Regions from separate parts of the Sus scrofa genome. Here region 2 is linked to region 1. Evidence: chromatin contacts called from public HiChIP or PLAC-seq data. All regions are on one chromosome and are shown on one strand. Each heading gives the region's core, a stretch centred on a gene start, on an enhancer-like site or on the middle of the called end of the contact. The rest is flanking DNA. Distances are from core to core; before and after follow the strand shown. Region 1 overlaps C10H9orf3 (aminopeptidase O). Region 2 overlaps C10H9orf3 (aminopeptidase O).

Region 1 (5,870 bases), core at 472-2,971:
ATGGCCTGAGAGGACACGTGTTACTGTGCCCGGCTTAGGATATTTGCGCTCACGCATTTTTCCTTTAAGATTCTGAACACACGGGGCAGACCTGTGTATTCCCACCACCCACAAGGCAGGCACATCAGCAACTCTGTGCCCCTGACATGCCAACAGCTGGTCACCATCACCATCAAGCTGGTCATCATGCTCAGAAATCCTGACCAACAGAACAGACATCCCGGGAACACAACTGATACACAAAAGCAACACAACTAATACAAATGTGGAGCAACACAGAAAGAATCAAATAAAATAAAAGAATGAAAGAATTAAAATAAACCTCCCAGGGGGCCAGTGTCAGTTCCCCCACCACCACCACTGAGAAGGAAGATGGGAGGGGACAGGGGCAGGGGGGAGGTGATGGCAAAGACGCTAAAATGACTACTGAACAGAAAGAAGGATCGGGGGCCACCCTAGCGCAGGCTTCTTGCACCACGGAGGCTCCCAGTACTTTCCAGAACATGCCGTTTTGCCAATAAGCGATGCGCTGGGCAATGAGGGGCTTAGACGAGCTAGGGAAGGGGTGGCCTCGCCCTCTCGAAAAGTGACTTCACATCTGTGCTTTTGGGAAGAGTGAGGGGAGCCTTTCTGTACCTCTTAAGGATGAGGAATAAAGCCCCCATTGCCAGGGGCACTCCCGGCTGCTGCGCACAGACGCCCAATTCAACAGCACAGTCCCGGCGCCTGGGGCAGCACCCTGAACAGGGTGTTGGGGCCTTAACTCGCATTTGCTCCCTGCCAGCAAAATAGCTCCAGGGCCACGTCCCACTGCAACCACTCCACACACAACCTGCCACATGCCAGTATCTTCAGCCATGTTTCAAATGACTACTATTTATTCCACATTAGCAAGCTCTGATAACAACTGAAAGGGACGATCCTGCTATGTTTGGTCAAGAAGCAGCACCTAGAACAGAGTCAGAATCCTCATTTTTCCACCAAATAACAAATCTTTCTCCCATGAAATGTTCTGTCACTTAAGATAAAGGCAGATGGCTAGTCAACAAAATTCCTGCTAATCAGTGTCACAATAAATCACATTTAACTAATAAAGTTTCTAGAAAACACCCTGGTTGGTCAAAATCCTGTTGCTTTTCTGGTTCTGAGTGACATTTCAAGGCAACCTCACAGTGAGCTAAGCCGTCAGTGTAACTGACCACATGCCGGGGCCCCAGAGGGCCTGGGAAGGGGCAAGGCAGTGGCACATGGTCAGGCCTCAGGGCCTCCCCTGATCTGGGCCCTGTGCCCCCCTGACCTCAACCCGAGGTCCCAAAGTAGGGGTCAACCAGCTCCAGAGGGGGCAGGCCAAACGGGCCCACAGCTAGTAGGAGTGGGGTGGACGTCTTAGAATAGTTTTAAAAAGGAACAGCACCAAGAAGAATTATCTTGAGATGTGATAATTATATGAAATTCAAGTTTCAGGGACCATAAACACCTTTACTGAAACAAGGCACGTCTGTTCGTGTACATGCTGTCACGGCAGCTTTGGAGCCACAGCAGCAGAGGGGACTAGTTAGTTGTGGCAGAAACTGTACGGCCTAAGCTATCAAAATCTGCTCCTTTACAGAAAAACTTGGCTGACCCCCTATGCCATGTTCAGACTCCTGTACCTGTTGTCACCTCCGTATGGAAACCAGCCCTGACCCTTGGCTTTACATGGCCAACTCATTCCTGTCCTTAGGTGCTGGCTCGAATGTCACATTCTCTTTGTGGCCTTTCCTGCACTCTACCTGGAGACACCCAGCCCATGTCACCAGTACTCTCCTTTGCTGCTCTTTATCTGAGGCTGTCCTGTTCATTTACGTATGAGCTGTCTTTCCAAAATACAAACTTCCTGAGGTTGACCCTCGCCACTGCTGCATCCCTGGTGCCTGGCAGAGTTAAGCATCCGTGAACCGCACGAATGCTGGGCACGCTAGCTACTCAAACCGAGCAGAGCTTTCCTCAGGCCTCAGTCTCTCATCACCAAAGAACCACATCTGAAGAGACTGCCCAGGCTTTGGGCATCGTGGTATATTTTGTGAGATTGAAAAACAAGCAACCAAAATAAAACTTGTTGTATTTCTCAAAGGTTTAAGAAGTTATATATAACAAGCAAGTTGAGCTGTAAGTTAAGAACAGGATGTGCTTTATGTTTATGCCAAGAGGAAGGGGTGGGGGCGGGGGAAACAGGGTCTCCCACCTCCCGGCTTCTGGACGAGGAGGGACAGGTGCCCGGCACCTGCTTTGATCCTCCCGCCTCCGTCTGTCCACTGCCTGCCCGTCACTGAGGCCTGGCATTTCAGTGGTATTCAGCTCTGATTAAAGCATAACCTCATGCCTATAAATAGAGCCCTCCTTTAAACACTAATTAAAAATAACAGGCTGGCATTTGGAAACTCCTATAAACAAAAATATAAAGAGCTGAAGTAAACAGTAACAGTTGCACATTTCATCTATGCTCAGATGGGTTAAAAAAAAAACTACATATGTCTTCTCTCTCTTTTTTACATTAAATCCTAAATTTTACGTTAAGGGCTTAAAAATGTATAACAAAGTCCATCTTACCATCTTTTAACCTAACAACAAGCCGGCTTTTCTCGATGTACTCCCTTTTAACAATGGCAAGATTAATCTGAATAATATTTAACCCACGGAGTCTAAAGTATCATTTTGACAAGGCGATCAACAAGAAAAAATTACTGGGGTATTTTGCTTCCTCTTTCTATCCTCTGGGTTCAATATCCACCATGCATTTCATAGCATCTCTCAATGTGAAGCAGCCACATACCAAGTGCTCAACGGCCACATGTGCCTGACGGCTGCCATCATGAACTGCACAGTTTTTACATATTCAGTAATTCTCTAAACACAAATCCAACTTACCTGCGTTTTAGGAGTTCTATATAAAACAGCTTTTCTGACTGCGTGCTTAAGTCTTTACTTCAGATGACTAAATACACTGCATAGTATTTTCCAGGTTTAAAAAACCCTGCAACTTGTCTTAGGATTCACACTGCATTCTTCACCATAAGCTAAAAGATATTAAGGACCACGTCAAATTGCTTTCCCATAAGCATCCAATTTTGCTTTTCAAACCACGGCTGTTAGCTTTAGTTTTCATTTCCTTTCCACATGGCTCCTTTCCTGTCCTAACTGAATGCTACCAAGAAGCACTGGCACATCTGAGCCAAGTTTCCTTAAGCATGCAACAGGACGGCACCACCATCGTGCATAAGATGACCCGCCTGAGTTCACAATTCAAAAACACTCAATTCAACCCGCCTATGCATTCCTTGAAGAGGCGTCTGTCCACCTTGGTGATTTAAGAAGAAAGAGGGGGAAAAACTCAGGACCTCATGCCCTGGCAATGACCGGGATCAGAGGCCCCCCACTGGAGCAAGCACCCCCAGAGAAGCAGTTCACCCTATGCCTCAAGTACGGCTCTTCACTGGTAAGCACACAGCACGGGTGTGGTTAATGGAAGAGCAGTTCCAACAGGTGGGGACTCAAGGGGACCATCATTCTTCACCCACGGGGAGGGCCCACAATTTAAGTCGAGGGCGTTCCTTGTTACCTCTGCATCCTGCTCCGGGAGGTGGTATGTCCGCTCAAGGCGTTGCAGGGTTCGAGGGTTCAAGGTCGTCTGCTCTAAGAGATGCTCCAGAAGCAAGAGCAGCTGGTCTGGAAGAAGCTGAGGGCAAAAACGAACAGCCCGTGAAGATGCCGTGCAGCTTTTGAGAAATTACACCCAAACGTTCAGACCGAAGACAGCAAATCAAGGGTAACTTGGGCACTTCCAGCCGCTGTCTGAAACACAGGAAGGCTGCTGACTTGACTCTGGTAAAACCTCAAGGTTTATTTATCTACTTATTTTTGTCTTTTTAGGCCCGAACCCATGGCACATGGAGGTTCCCAAGCCAAGGGTCGAATTGGAGCTGCAGCTGCAGGCCTACACCACAGGCTCCAAGCCAGGTCTGTGACCTAAACCACAGCTCAAGGCCTACGCCACAGGATCCTTAACCCACTGAACGAGGCCAGGGACCAAACCTGAATCCTCATGGATACCAGTCAGATTCATTTCCGCTGAGCTACGACGGGAACTCCAAAACCTCAAGGTTTACAGTGTATCCCCAAAGACTCTGCTTTCTGGGGCCTCATTAAGCCCTATTTTCCATGTCATTTCTATATTTAAGAGCAGATCAAAACTGTGTTTACCTTTTTAGGGTGTACACCGTATGTTTTTCTAAGGTGTACAATGTGATGATTTAATGTACATATACACATGGTGAATGATAAAAACTGCGCCTATTTTAACAAAACATTATCATAGTTTTATTAGATCTTTTTATTTACGGCATGCATATGACAGAAAGTGTCATTTAGCCTAGACAAATACTCAAGAAACCACGTAACCTTAGGTAAACACATGGTAGTTTAGCAGAAACATGAAGCAACTTTCAGATTTCCTTCTTTACCATATAAATCTTGAAAATGTATACCAAAAACTAAAGAGCATGTAATGGAACTAGAACCATGTCTCCCTCCATTATAAAAACTGTAAGTTCATTACATTATTCCATTAAAAAAAGGTTGTATATGTATATGATTATATGTGCATGTATGTATTATTTTATACACACACATACACCACACACACACACACACACACACACACAAGATCACCCATATTCCTGAGTTTTCATACTGGATAAGTAAAAATGGTGTTCTAGTTAAGGGCAGAGAGGAAATAGTTTTTACGTGGTTCAAAAATGAACTCATCTGTGAACAAACAATACTTATGAAATCCAAGAACTTAAAAATATCTGTCCTTTTCACTACTGTACCACAGTGCCTAGATCAGCCTCTAGCACAGAACTGCATTCAAACTGTTGACAGAATGGGGGAAAAATCAATTTAAGATAGATCTTGTAGGAACTGAAAAATGTTTATTCTGAAATGAAGGTCTTTGAGTTTCCTGGTGGCTCAACAGGTAAAGGACCTAGATCCCTGGCCCGGCAACTCCCCCATGCTGCAGGCACAGCCAACAAATAAGTAAATAAATAAATATATAGAAAGTCTTAATTACCATGAATTCTACTATTGTCTACATTTAGCTTTTCTCCATTCTTGCTCATGCCCAGATAATTGGTGTCAATTAACCCAAATTTAAGGCTCTGGAAGTCAACACCACAGCAACAGAACATCTGGGTTTTAACCCCCATTTTGTTACCCTAAAAGAAATTTTTAAAATTTAAAATCTTCTCCAACCTCTCTTTACCTTTCGGCCCAAGTGTGCACTCTGTTTCTGCCTGCCCTCCCCCCATTCTTTCTCTCTCTCTCTCTCTCTCACACACACACACACACTTTTCCAAAAATGCATTTGTAAGAAAACCCAGTGGAGACTTCATGCATGACATTTACCAGGTAATTCAACAAAGAAAGCCTTTCTTGTATTTTCTCACTCACCTTTCTAAGCTCTTATAAACCCCACTTTCCTCTGGTGAGACAGATACAAATGTGCAACACTTGATTCTTGGGTATTTTCATCTTGTAACATCTCTCCACCACTGGAGTGTCATGCTGTGGACGCTACGGGGCTGACAGGGAAACCAGGTGCTTCAGCAAAAACAGAGGGTTAGGACTGAGCACCGCCCTGGGAGGTTCTCTACGCGAGAACGTGATGTCCTTCCCTTAGAAGGCTTGTTCTGTGAGATGCTTTAAAGATATCAAATTAGACTACATAACAACTAATACCAAAACACCAGTTTTCCATTTTCTACAGTTTTAGACACAGGAGGCTACTTTTATGATATTAAAAAAGAAACGTGCTGTTTTCTCAAACAGGC
Region 2 (5,926 bases), core at 2,357-4,856, 260 kb after region 1:
ACTTCCCTGAGTGTGTTAAAGATCTGGCGTTGCCGTGAGCTGTGGTGTGGGTCTCAGACGCAGCTCGAATCCCGTGTTGCTGTGCCTGTGGTGTAGGCCGGTGGTTACAGCTCCGATTGGTTCCCTAGCCTGAGAACCTCCATATGCCACGGCTGCGGCCCTAAAAATACACACACAAAGAAATGTCTCAGCAACTCTGCCACGATTCAACCAATTCCTTGAAGAGCCTGGAAATTCAGAAACATTTGGTTGTTTCCATAACCCACTACTTTTACTTCCCTTTCTATGTTTTCTGTATTCAGATCACGCTTGGCCTTCTGCCTAAGTCTGAAGATTAAGACCATTAAAAAAAATCTCTGTCTTCTCAACATCCTCCTATTTAAAAAAAGAGATAGCATTAGCTTTCCCCTTCATTTTTTCCTCAGTGTGATTCAAGAAGATTTTCCTGTTTCCTCCTTCACATTTTCTGATTTGAAACCTACGCAAAGGCATTATTTTGTAAGACCAGTTGCTGGCCTTTTGGTCTGAGCTCAGCACAGCCTCTTGATGGCCTACCTCTGGGGTACATGCTCTGCTCCTAGAAGCCCAGCTGCAGGTCTCCACACCAGCTAGTACCATTCACTCATCGCCAGGGCACAGCCTAAACAAATAAAACTGATGGCTCGAATTGTGTAAAATGATATCCAGTTCTCTTGACCAGAAAATCTGGCACTTCTTATAAAAATATCAAATACGTGGGTTCGTTTTTAAGAAAGACATTCTCTTTAAACTTCTCAAGTTATGGAGAATAGGATAAACACAATTTCACAGTCATTAAAATGAATGAAATCCAAAGAACAAGATCATTACAAAACTACTGAAAAGGAGATCACTGGGGCTTCCACGTGGTTTAGGAGATGAGGACTTGGCCTAAATAAGCAAGAGCTTCATGATGATGCATCAGGTTTACCTATGTCACTGCCATCCCTGCTTCACTGCATGGAGGTTCCTTCAAGTCTTGGTGAGCCATGCCCACGTGCTGATGTTCGATTGCTTTGGAAATTCCCCCAAACTGAAATTGCATGTGTTTCCATGTATAAAGTGGGGGACAAAGGAGATGCAGGCACACTCCCACTTCCCACAAGATGGCAGGCAACTTAACAGACTCTCTGTGCAAGGTACTGACTCTTTAGAATGCACCAAATGCGCTCATGCAACACTGTTTATAAAGTAAAACACTGGGAAAAATTCAAAAGATCTGGAAAAAATTAAAAAATGAGAAAACTCGGGGGAGGGAGTGGGATGGGCTGGGAGTCTGGGATTAATATATGCAAACTATTGCATTTGGAATGGATAAGCAATGAGATCCTGCTGTATGCATAGTGTTGGGAAGTATATCTAGTCACTTGTGATGGAGTATGATGGAGGATAATGTGAGAAAAAGAATGTATATATATGTGTGTGTGTGTGTATGTGAGAGAGAGAGACTGGGTCACTTCGCTGTACAGCAGAAAAATGACAGAACAGTGTAAACCAACTATAAGGGAAAAAATAAAAATCATTTAAAAAATGAGAAAACTCTCTAAGGCCTAATAATATAAAGAAATCAAGGACATAATGTGAAGTGATAAAAGCATAGTATAAGCAGGGTGTGTACTCAGCCTTTTTTTTTTTTTTGTATAAGAAAAAGGAGGAGGGGTAATCTACATAGTTTTATTGGCTATTTATTATTGCATCTGCATGAAGAGACTCTTAAAGAAACAACAGGCTCCAAATGGAGTTACATGTGCTAAGCCCCACATCAGCAAAGCAGAACCTACGACCTAATCTAATTGCAGTTTCAGCTTCCCCCAGGAGTGGAATTTTCTAATCAACATTAGTGAGGTAATCTGCATGATAGTTGCCCCCTTCTTCCATAGGGAAGGTGATTTTGCCTGAAACAACCCTTTCTTCTGTTCCATTTTGTACAGCTCCCTAGAGCACCTTTCTACTTGCTGTCCAATTCATGAATCACTGAATAAAGCTAATGAGATCTTCACATTTACTCAGTCAAATTTTGTTTTTTCTAACAGAACACAGGAGGTTATACAAAAAGCTAATAAAAGTATATAAGGAATGAGAGGAATGAGGTAGATGGGAGCAGAGGTGGGGAAGAAAAATAGAAAATAATTTTACTAAAGAAACGCTATTCAAAGGCTTTAAAGGTTGATTCCTTTGCAAAAGCATCTTGAGCCATTCCCATTCTGGTCCACAGGATTATCTCAACCAACATAGGCAGTGCTATTTACAAAATGCTGTGTGTACTTCTGGGAGAGGGACCTTGGAAAGGCTATCCAGTGGGGCTGGTCATCAAAAGAGAGTAGGGCAGGACACCTGGCCCTGCTGCTGCTTGTCCCCTCCATCCTGGCTTTATTTCCCACTCTAAGCCTCTCCATTCAGAAGCAGCAATACAGGGTTCTTTTGGAAGTTTCCATCAAGTGGTCCTTTCAAGCACAGATCAGATAATGTCTAATACAGACAACAGACCAGAGGTAGTTGCTTCAGGAGTGGACATGGCTCTATCTTGGATCCAGAGTGATGGGAACAGAGGTCAAGGTCACAGAGCTTTGTCTGGTGGACCCAAAGCCCCAGAGGAGCTTGGATGGTTCAGCTGAATCCAGGTGAGGTTATTAGATATGGAAAAAGCAACTAAGAAATGTATTTGACCTAGACCAAAACTGCCCATTGGTTTTATACCGCTGCCTTCTTCAACTTTCTTTTGAAGAGAAGAAAAGTTAACATGTATATTTAAACTACTAAAGGTCAAGCTGCATCCTTGAAGGAAAACCTAATCAGAATATAGTTGCTACTCTCAAATGCTCCTTCAGTGACTTGACAAATTCCATCTGTACTATCTGAGTAATCTGAACTCAGTAACTCAATGAAACAAACTTTTCATGTGTTTCTACTGCTATGGTAACATATCATACTTATTTTTATCTTCTCCCTGCAGCTATTATTTCAGAGAATCTTGGACATTTTGGGTTGGTAGGGACCTTAAAGTTTGTAATTCACACTAATAAGCAACAAATCTTAGGTGGTTTTTGACCCAGAAAACTACCCAGTTTCTCCAAGCCTACTGAAATATGGGGGCGATATTTGCTGAGGACCTACCAGGCAGCAGGCACTTTACACATGATCTTATCTAATGTGCCCAAGAGTCCTGGAGGGAGCAGGGAGTTCACAACCGAGTAACTGCACTGGGCGTCACAGTAGTCAACAGCACCATTGCATTAGCACCTGGTCTTTCTGATGCAAAGTCACGGCTCTCTTTCCAATCTCATACAGTGTCCCAAGCGTCATAAGGATAGGCACAGCCTCTGCAGAAGAGGCAGTAACAGCATGGCAGATCAAAAGGCTAACCAAGGGGAAACAAATGACATGAGAAGACACTGAGTGCACCTGGTGCGTAGGGCCTGCTCTTGCTTAGCTCACAACCCATGCGTGGGTCTGCAGGTTTCTATCACTCAGCTCAAGCAAACAACCCATCATTAGGATCCACTTGCCCTATGCCTCAGGGGCCAAGAGTCACAGAAGCCTAGGCCCCGATCCCAGCTGTCAGCACCTGCTGGGACTTATCGCCCTGCAAGATAAACTACTTGGCTGAGCAGAAAGGAGGCAAATCATGGGAGGGGCTGGGTACAGAGGCCTTGGTAACAGGGATTCCAGATCTCAGACAAGCTGGGGAGAGCTGCCACAACAGGGCTAGTCTTGAGGGAAACTATGGGGAGCCTGTAACAACTGGGCCGTGGGAGGGGTTGGAGAGCTTGTTTGTGAGGATCAAATGAGAGACTATATATAATATCTACACATACATATATAGACACTCCAACCTGTAAGGAATTAGATGGTGTCATCACTAAAGAAGGAAAACTACGGAGTTCCCTGTGGTTCAGCAGGTTAAGGATCCAATGTTATCACTGCTATGGCTCGGGTTGCTTCATGGTGTGAGTTTGATCCCTAGCCCCAGAATTTCTGCATGCTGTGGGTGTGACCAAAAAAAAAAAAAAAAAAAAAAAAAAAGAAAGAAAGAAAAAAAAAAAAGAAGGCTAGTATGGAAAGCATCCAGTGTGGCTCAAAGCCACTGACTCCTGTTTTTCAATCCTAAGGTCTAAGGATGCTTATGTTTGTAAAGACAAAGAAGAAGGAGCCCATATAAATTATTCAGGGCCCTGGTTGGTAATGTCACAATCGCAGCTCAACTAGTCTGGGCCAAATAAAAGGACCACAGACCCATGGGAAGGTCAGGGGCACACAAGTGAAGACCATCTGTCACCTGTATTTCGGCTTCACTTACATTCTCAGAGACCAGGATCCCCCTGGTGCTTGGAAACATAGACCAGCTGCCCTGACACCGCACCTCCTCTTCTTAGGCTGGCTCCACCCTTCATTCCAACCAGGACATCCCAGGGAAAGACTTGGGCCAGGATTCCAGCACAGAGGAGCCTCTGGGGCAGGGGTTATGACGCGTAAGTGGTTTGTGTCCCGTGGCAGAGGGAGTGTGATGTGCTGTCCTGGCCTGGGAGAGGTCCTAGGGTCTGAGGGGACAGGCTGGCTAGTACTGGTGTGCCTCCCAGGTCCCGAGTGAGACCTCAGAGAGCCATCCAGAGGGCCAGCAGAGACCGTCTGCTCCAGGCACCTCTGGAAGCCCACGTGGCTGGTGGTGGTGGTGACAACATGGGAAGGGTGACTGTCTAGACCAGGGCCTATTTCCTGTCAGACATTGGAGGAGGTGGTATAGAATGGTAAGATGGACATTTATTTGGTCTTGAGAACAAGCACCCTCTCTTGTCTCTACCTTCAGAAATACAGTAGAGATTTCCTTCAGCAAATTGGGGCCTTAGACATGGAAGCAAGGAAGAGGGGTTCCCTGAGTAGAGAGCTATGATCTGCCTCCTCATGTCACCTGAGACCATCCAAGCACTGGAAGGCATGAGGCTGAATCACCTGTCCATTCACTCTCCTCGCCCCAACCTTGGCGCACTACCTTGGACGGCCTTGGAAGGCAGGGGAGAGACTCAAAGTTCAAAAAGACAAAATTCAGGAGTTCCCATCGTGGCGCAGTGGAAACACATCCAACTAGGTACCGTGAAGTTTCGGATTCGATCCCTGGCTTTGCTCAGTGGGTTAAGGATCCGGTGTTGCTGTGAGCCATGGTGTAGGTCACAGACGTGGCTCAGATCCCGAGTTGCTGTGGCTGTGGTGCAGGCCGGCAGCTGCAGCTCCAATGGGACCCCCTAGCCTGGGAACCTCCATATGCTATGGATGTGACCCTAAAAAAAGGAAAAAAAAAGACAAAATTCAAACCGATGCAACAGAGATGGCCTTGGACCATATAGGAAAGGTCAGAATCATTCCTGAAGTGGTCTGTGTCCCCAGATACCACTTAAGCTGAGGAAGTACCTCCACCCCACCCCCAATCCCGGGGATCTGGTTACCAGAACAGGCACAGGGGCTGGGGTGGAGGGTCTGGAGCCTGGCAGGTTTTCTGGGTCCCATTTCCTGTGGTGGCCTGGGGAGCGGGGCCTGAGCCACCTACCAGGAGGGGTGCCTTGCTGAGCTCTGGGGTCTATAATCGACTGATTGCTTGCAGCTCTTTGAGGAGGCGATATCAAAGCCAGGAAGAAAGGGTTTGAAGCCAAGTGGAGGGGGTGAAGGAGCAGGGAAGACTGATTGGGGGCAGAGGGAATCTGGGGGTGGGGTGGGGGGTGGGGGAGGGGAGTGGGGGGAGCCTAAGAGAGGGGAGCGTTAGGCCAAGGGAGAAGAGAAATCCAAATTAAGTGAAAACAGCATTTGTAGCTGGGCCCCTCTCAGTCGAGTCCCGCCATGCAGGCATTAACCCTCCATCGATGAAAACTAAATCCAGGGACCTGGTGCCTGGCTGCTGGGGCACATCGAGCTTGGGTGA

Evidence for each region. HiChIP or PLAC-seq counts read pairs in DNA pulled down with a chosen protein or histone mark.
Region 2: an H3K27ac HiChIP or PLAC-seq map of skeletal muscle shows a contact between it and region 1. The contact joins two enhancer-like sites. A contact is called at or near these places in 2 of 2 datasets of contacts at active chromatin or transcription factors (alveolar macrophages and skeletal muscle).

What each region holds. Positions count from the first base shown.
Region 1 is chr10:27,099,705-27,105,574 of Sscrofa11.1, forward strand. It overlaps C10H9orf3 (aminopeptidase O), which reads right to left. Exons shown (of 19, transcript XR_002336299.1): 15 at 3,599-3,715. Among named protein-coding and RNA genes, the nearest start is that of MIR23B, 22 kb to the left of the region's middle. Within about 2 kb of position 1,722, at least 13 of the 83 cell types and tissues checked have an H3K27ac peak or open chromatin away from gene starts, as enhancers often do. A contact at or near this core is called in skeletal muscle, where this site is marked.
Region 2 is chr10:27,361,280-27,367,205 of Sscrofa11.1, forward strand. The region is part of intron 5 of C10H9orf3 (aminopeptidase O); the gene reads right to left. Among named protein-coding and RNA genes, the nearest start is that of C10H9orf3, 110 kb to the right of the region's middle. Within about 2 kb of position 3,607, at least 10 of the 83 cell types and tissues checked have an H3K27ac peak or open chromatin away from gene starts, as enhancers often do. A contact at or near this core is called in skeletal muscle, where this site is marked.